Regions from separate parts of the Danio rerio genome. Here region 1 is linked to region 2. Evidence: chromatin contacts called from public HiChIP or PLAC-seq data. All regions are on one chromosome and are shown on one strand. The core of a region is the stretch at or near the end of the contact, and the rest is flanking DNA. Distances in the headings are between cores, read along the strand shown. Region 1 holds the start of gna11a (guanine nucleotide binding protein (G protein), alpha 11a (Gq class)). Region 2 holds the start of tle2a (TLE family member 2, transcriptional corepressor a).

Region 1 (2,700 bases), core at 16-2,515, 280 kb after region 2:
TTTTTTTTTATTGATTATATGTTCTGAATGTCGATTTCGATTACTTTTCATTTAATCGCCCAGCCCTAGTCTAAAATATAATTGCAAACTCATATTCCTATAGCCACTGAATAAACTCTGGATATAAATAACAAACGTACATTTTTTTTTAAAATCATATATTCACTACTGTATATAACAATGTTTCATATTTTTCTTCATGCACGCTTAAAGTTAATACACAAATGAAAATGTACTCACTATTTACTCTTCCTCAACTGGTTCCAAATCTTTGAGTTCCTTTCCTTTGTTGAAAACAAAAGAAGATGGAAAGCTGGAAACTGATAACCATTGACATGCATAGATGGAAAAATAAAACCTATGGACATCGATGGTTATCGGTTTCTGTCATTCTGCGAAGTATCTTCTTTTGTGTTCGACAGAAGCAACTCAAACAAGTTTGGAACAAGTGAAAGGTAAGTTAATGATGACAATGTTCAGTTTTGGGAAACCGTATTGCACATCTTTGCCATTTTATATTCAGATTATCTGTATAAATTATGATGCTGCAATGCCAAAATTCCCTTTTTTAGGATTGTTCTTCATGTAATCTGAAAAATGTATGGTAGAAAATATTTACATGACCATGGGAAAGCTGGATCTAAGCCTTGAGCTATTGTTTTAAAATCACAACAAATACTGCAAAATAACAATGCAAATCACATTCACCAAATGTATTTCAATTTTGACTTAAACACTTCGTCAGCATCGCTATGCATGCATCAGATCACAAACAATAAGCTTTAAATGGAGAGTTTACTAAAATATGCACATTCGGTCATCATTTACTGTGCCTTCACATGTTCCAAACCTTTTTGAGTTTCTTCATTCTGTTGAACACAAAGGGAGATATTTTGAAAAAAGATTTAAACCTGTAACCACTGACTTCAATAGTATTTGTTTTTCCTACTGAGGATGTCGATGGTTCCATGTTTTCAGCTTTCTTCAAATGCTATTATTTACTCATAAGCACTTGAGAGAGAGTAAAAAGCAAGCAAACGTTCATTTTTGGGTGAACTATGCCTTTAAAGTCCAACCTCATGCCAAACCCTGTCGATGAGAGAGCAGCAGCTGTCAAGAGATGCGCTTACCCAGCAAGAGGAGTTTGAGCTCCCGCCTGGCATCTCGCTTGTCTCTCCGGAGCTGTTTGTCGATCTCGGCGTTGATTCTTTTGGACTCCTTCGCCTCTTCACTCATGCAACAGGCCATCATGGACTCCAGAGTCATCACCACAGCGTTTGGAGATCCCAACCCCCGATCTGACACACTTCTGCGGCCCGCTTCCCTTTAGCAACCGCGTCGAAAGAGGAACGGGATGGATTTTGGGGGGCGAATGGCGTTTAAAACAGAATCGATGAAACGAAATAGACCGAACGGATCTATCAAACAAGGCCAAAGACTGGATGAGATCGGAGGCCAGATGTGAATCTTAAGATCTCCACTATCAGACCCACTCGAGCCCCGTTTTTGATAAAAAAAAATCTGATGACTACCAACCAGAGTCCCGAAGGGACAAACCAGCCTGCCACGACATCCGTGCTGTCCTTTGCTGTCTCGCTAAGCTAACCGCCCCAGTGCCCAGACTCACCGCAACACTGTCCATCAGCCGCCGGGATCTCTAGCTAACACACGGCGACAGGTGGCAGAAGACAGCCATATGCGCTTTTACAGACGCTCTGTGTGCACAAAACACTGCCTACAGTGCGAACACTTGATTTCGAGCATCCAAAAGCTCAAAAGTTAATTAGCTAAGCGCACTAACTAGCTTAATTGGGGTGGGCTAACCTGCTAGCTAGCCGGAATCTCTATTTACAGTCCACGCGCTGGTTTCACGGCTCATTTCTTTGCATCCGCGGAATATTTGAAGGATGGAAAACTGGAAATGGTGACACAGGTGCGGGCTTCACCCTCTAACCAAAAATCGACGGAGTGAAAAAAAATTCCAGATGATCGCACCGTCCAGTCCGGTGTGAGTCGCACACAAACCTGGAGCTGCGACAGCTGGAAAATCGAGCGTGAGTGACAGGGAGAGTGGCCAATGCGAGGGAGAAGCGCATAAGGGGGCGGGGCGTGGAAGGAGGCAAGGTTGGTGGAAGAACTGCTGTGGAGCGCGCGGGGCGTGTCCCGCCACAAACCCTGCTATTCGACTGACTGGACAACGCCCATTCCTGTTTAAACATATCTAGCTAATTTATTCATACAATTTCTGTCATAATTTGAGGTAATAATACATATTAAGAGCGCATAAAAGCAAATGTTTATTATTTAGACCTTTCACATACTATTAAAGCGACGCTTCCGTTGCGTACAAAGTTAAAGGGACTTGTTATTGTCAGTGATAAACTTCAAGATTAGCAGGTGATTTCTTGCTCTTTATCGACACCATGTGGGAAAAGTTTGGAGGAAAATACTGGTAAATTCTTAATATTATCTTATTTTCTAAACAGGTAACTGTCTGTAAAAAATAACCATTACCAAAATTACGTGATTTCAGTGAAATAAATGTCATAATGTCAGTAATGTCTTTAAAAAATGTTTTAACAAAATTGATATTTAATATTTTAATATTCATTTCCCCACAGTCAAAAGACGTGGTACAGGTGAATTGAGTAAGCTAACTGTCCGTAGTGTATGAGTGTGTATGGATGTTTCCCAGAGATG
Region 2 (2,700 bases), core at 98-2,597:
AAATATAAATAACTCCACAAAAAAAGTTTAGCATTTCTTCATCCAATGATTTAAAAAATTAACAGAGGAATCAAAAATGTGTTGTAATAAGTGATACATATCTCAGATTTTTGCTTTTTAAAAACAATTTCACAGTAGAAATAAAAAAGTTAAACTCGATACAAAATAAAAACGTTATGTGGGAAATGACTTAGCAAATTTCTGTTTGTGTATGTAATTTTTTCCCAATTAAATAAAGAAATTAACAATATATGGAAGACTTTGGTTGGATTTGTTTTCATAATAAAAATAATATAATTAAGATAAAATTAAATTTTTAAGTTTTGTCATGTTGATAATATTTTGGCTAGATCCTTCCAGAAATTGCTTACAATGTTGCATTCTAAAATAAATGACAAAGGCTCTCTTTATCTGCATTGCAGTAAACACAGATATCCTCCATTTCAATGTACTTTGATAATAACCTAATTACTGGGTAAATTGTGTGTAGTATTTTACAATGAATTTCCTTCCATTCCGTTACTAATGTGTTTGTTAGCATTTTGTTTTGCATATGACGTCATTGACGTTTGTGTTTGTGAAATTTTGTGGGCCTACCAACTTACAACAGGCAACTTGTAAACAAATGTGGATAACATGCATTGATATTCTCAGACGTTTAAAGATGTTTTAATGTCTAAATTGTGTTTGTAAAGGCTTAAAATATAAATGTTAAATTCTGAAGCCCAAACTGTAACATTTTCCTCAAAACAGAGCGTTTAAAAACACTCATATGAATATTTGAAATGCTTTATCTGCCATATCAAGTTTGGTGTTTAACAAGATGCAGGTAGCCATTTTGTTGTGATGTGACAAAAACATGTATGTGAAAGCTAAATAAGTCATTTTCATAATTCAAACACAGAATTTTTGAATATGTCCAATATTTCTCTTGAATATTTTGTGTATTTTAGTCATACAGCTTTACTTGATACTTTGCATATGTACTTGGCAGTTTTACCGTCGTCATATCAGAATATTAACATGAAATGTATGCAAACAATTCTTATACCATATTTTCTATCATTTCTCCTAATCACGTGTTTACTGTTGCCCCACATAGGGCAACATAAACAAATCAATCCATGCATTTTAGGGGTTCCTACTTCCACCGCAGCCTAAAATGAGTGTAACTTGAGAATTTAACCCTTTGCTTCTTGTTACCACAAGCCAAGCCCTCTCTCTCTCTCTCTCTTTTTTTTTTTTTTTTGCACGGGGGGGCATGCGTTTCTCTTGAAGAAAACAACTCGCATGTCCCATTGAAAAACAGCTGAGGATCCGAAAGGAAGGAGCGGATGAGGAGAGAGAGAGAGAGAGAAAGGGAGAGAGAGACAAGCAGACAAAAGAAGCTGCGGCTGCGTTGAGTGTCGCGTCTTGGGAGCACGATAGCTGGCCATCCACTTGGTTTCTTTATCATTTTCATTAGTAAAGCACATCAAGGGCGGGGGAGCTCTGAAGGCCGAGCGCGTGCATTCTGATATTTCGAGGTGCATCGTATTGAGGGACTCGATACCGGACTGGGCGCATCTTGTATCGCGCGATAAAGCAGAACAAAGGGAGTCTTGAGCGAGGAATGCGCGAGCCGAGCCTGGCGCCGCCGAAACAGGGCCAAATGTTCTTCTGAGACCTGGAGAAAGGCGCAAAGTCTCTCGAAACATCATTTAACACAGCATCGAAACAGACGATTCTCAAACCGCAACAAACCACGCTATTCACCATGTTTCCCCAGAATCGACCTCCGGTAAGTTGCCTCACTACTCAGTAAAATGACCGTCTGCTTGGTGCGCAATGCGCTTTAGTGCATATCATTGATAAAACAAAGTGTGTTTGTATCCTTTGTCTCATCATTTTGGCTAAACGTTCACGTGGATTGCAATTTGAGCAATTAAGATTGGATATAAGCGAGAGACCGTAAAATGTGCTTTTGAATTAGCCTGATTTCTGTCCCAAAAATTCAAGGTAAACAATGCATTAAATGAATTGAATTGTTGTGTTGGATACCACTTTTCCATTATGTTATTGTTGTACCACGTCATATTGTAGGCAGATCTTAGTACTGTTGTACTTCGTGATGAATTGTAGCTACTACAAGTTTTAGTAGAGCTTTTCATACATTTCATTTGAAATATCAGATTGTAGTACTACATGAACCTCCACAATGCTCGTATTGATTTGTTATTTTTACATATATATTTTTTTAACTTATGGCATGTAACATCTCCCAAAGAAGCTTGAAACTTCACAAGTATGAATAATCAAGATGCTTGGCTTATTAATAGGTGCATTAGATCTCTCATGTCTCAAAAGTTCTGTCAGAATATATAGTGTATGGTAAATAAGTGTTAGCCTGGTTTCTGTGTTCAATGTTTATATCATGTTTATGTGGTGTTATTTCGGCAACCATAGACTCTAGTTATCATATTGACGTTATTGACTGTTAAAAAAACATATTTGTTGACCACTATTTAATAAATTATTCATTTATCATTGAACACGCCTGACTGATTGAATCAAACTAAGTGTTAAAATCCTTCCTGAGATTTCCCTACAGTCACCGTGCACCCCTCCCCCAGCACCCCTAACCTTCCCCAAGAATGCTTTGACATTCATTTCCTAAGGGATGGAAATTAGATTCCACTGGGGTGTGCAATTTCGTGATCT

What was found. HiChIP or PLAC-seq counts read pairs in DNA pulled down with a chosen protein or histone mark.
Region 1: an H3K4me3 HiChIP or PLAC-seq map of embryo shows a contact between it and region 2, with 2.6 times the contacts expected there. The contact joins the promoter of gna11a here to the promoter of tle2a in region 2. A contact is called at or near these places in 1 of 18 Hi-C or Micro-C datasets (an unstated tissue) and 1 of 4 datasets of contacts at active chromatin or transcription factors (embryo).

Annotation. Positions count from the first base shown.
Region 1 is chr22:21,749,285-21,751,984 of GRCz12tu, forward strand. It overlaps gna11a (guanine nucleotide binding protein (G protein), alpha 11a (Gq class)), which reads right to left and starts at 1,266. Exons shown (of 8, transcript NM_001045036.2): 1 at 1,131-1,266. The coding sequence starts at 1,266.
Region 2 is chr22:21,468,666-21,471,365 of GRCz12tu, forward strand. tle2a (TLE family member 2, transcriptional corepressor a) reads left to right here and starts at 1,348. Exons shown (of 20, transcript NM_001130604.2): 1 at 1,348-1,780. The coding sequence starts at 1,757.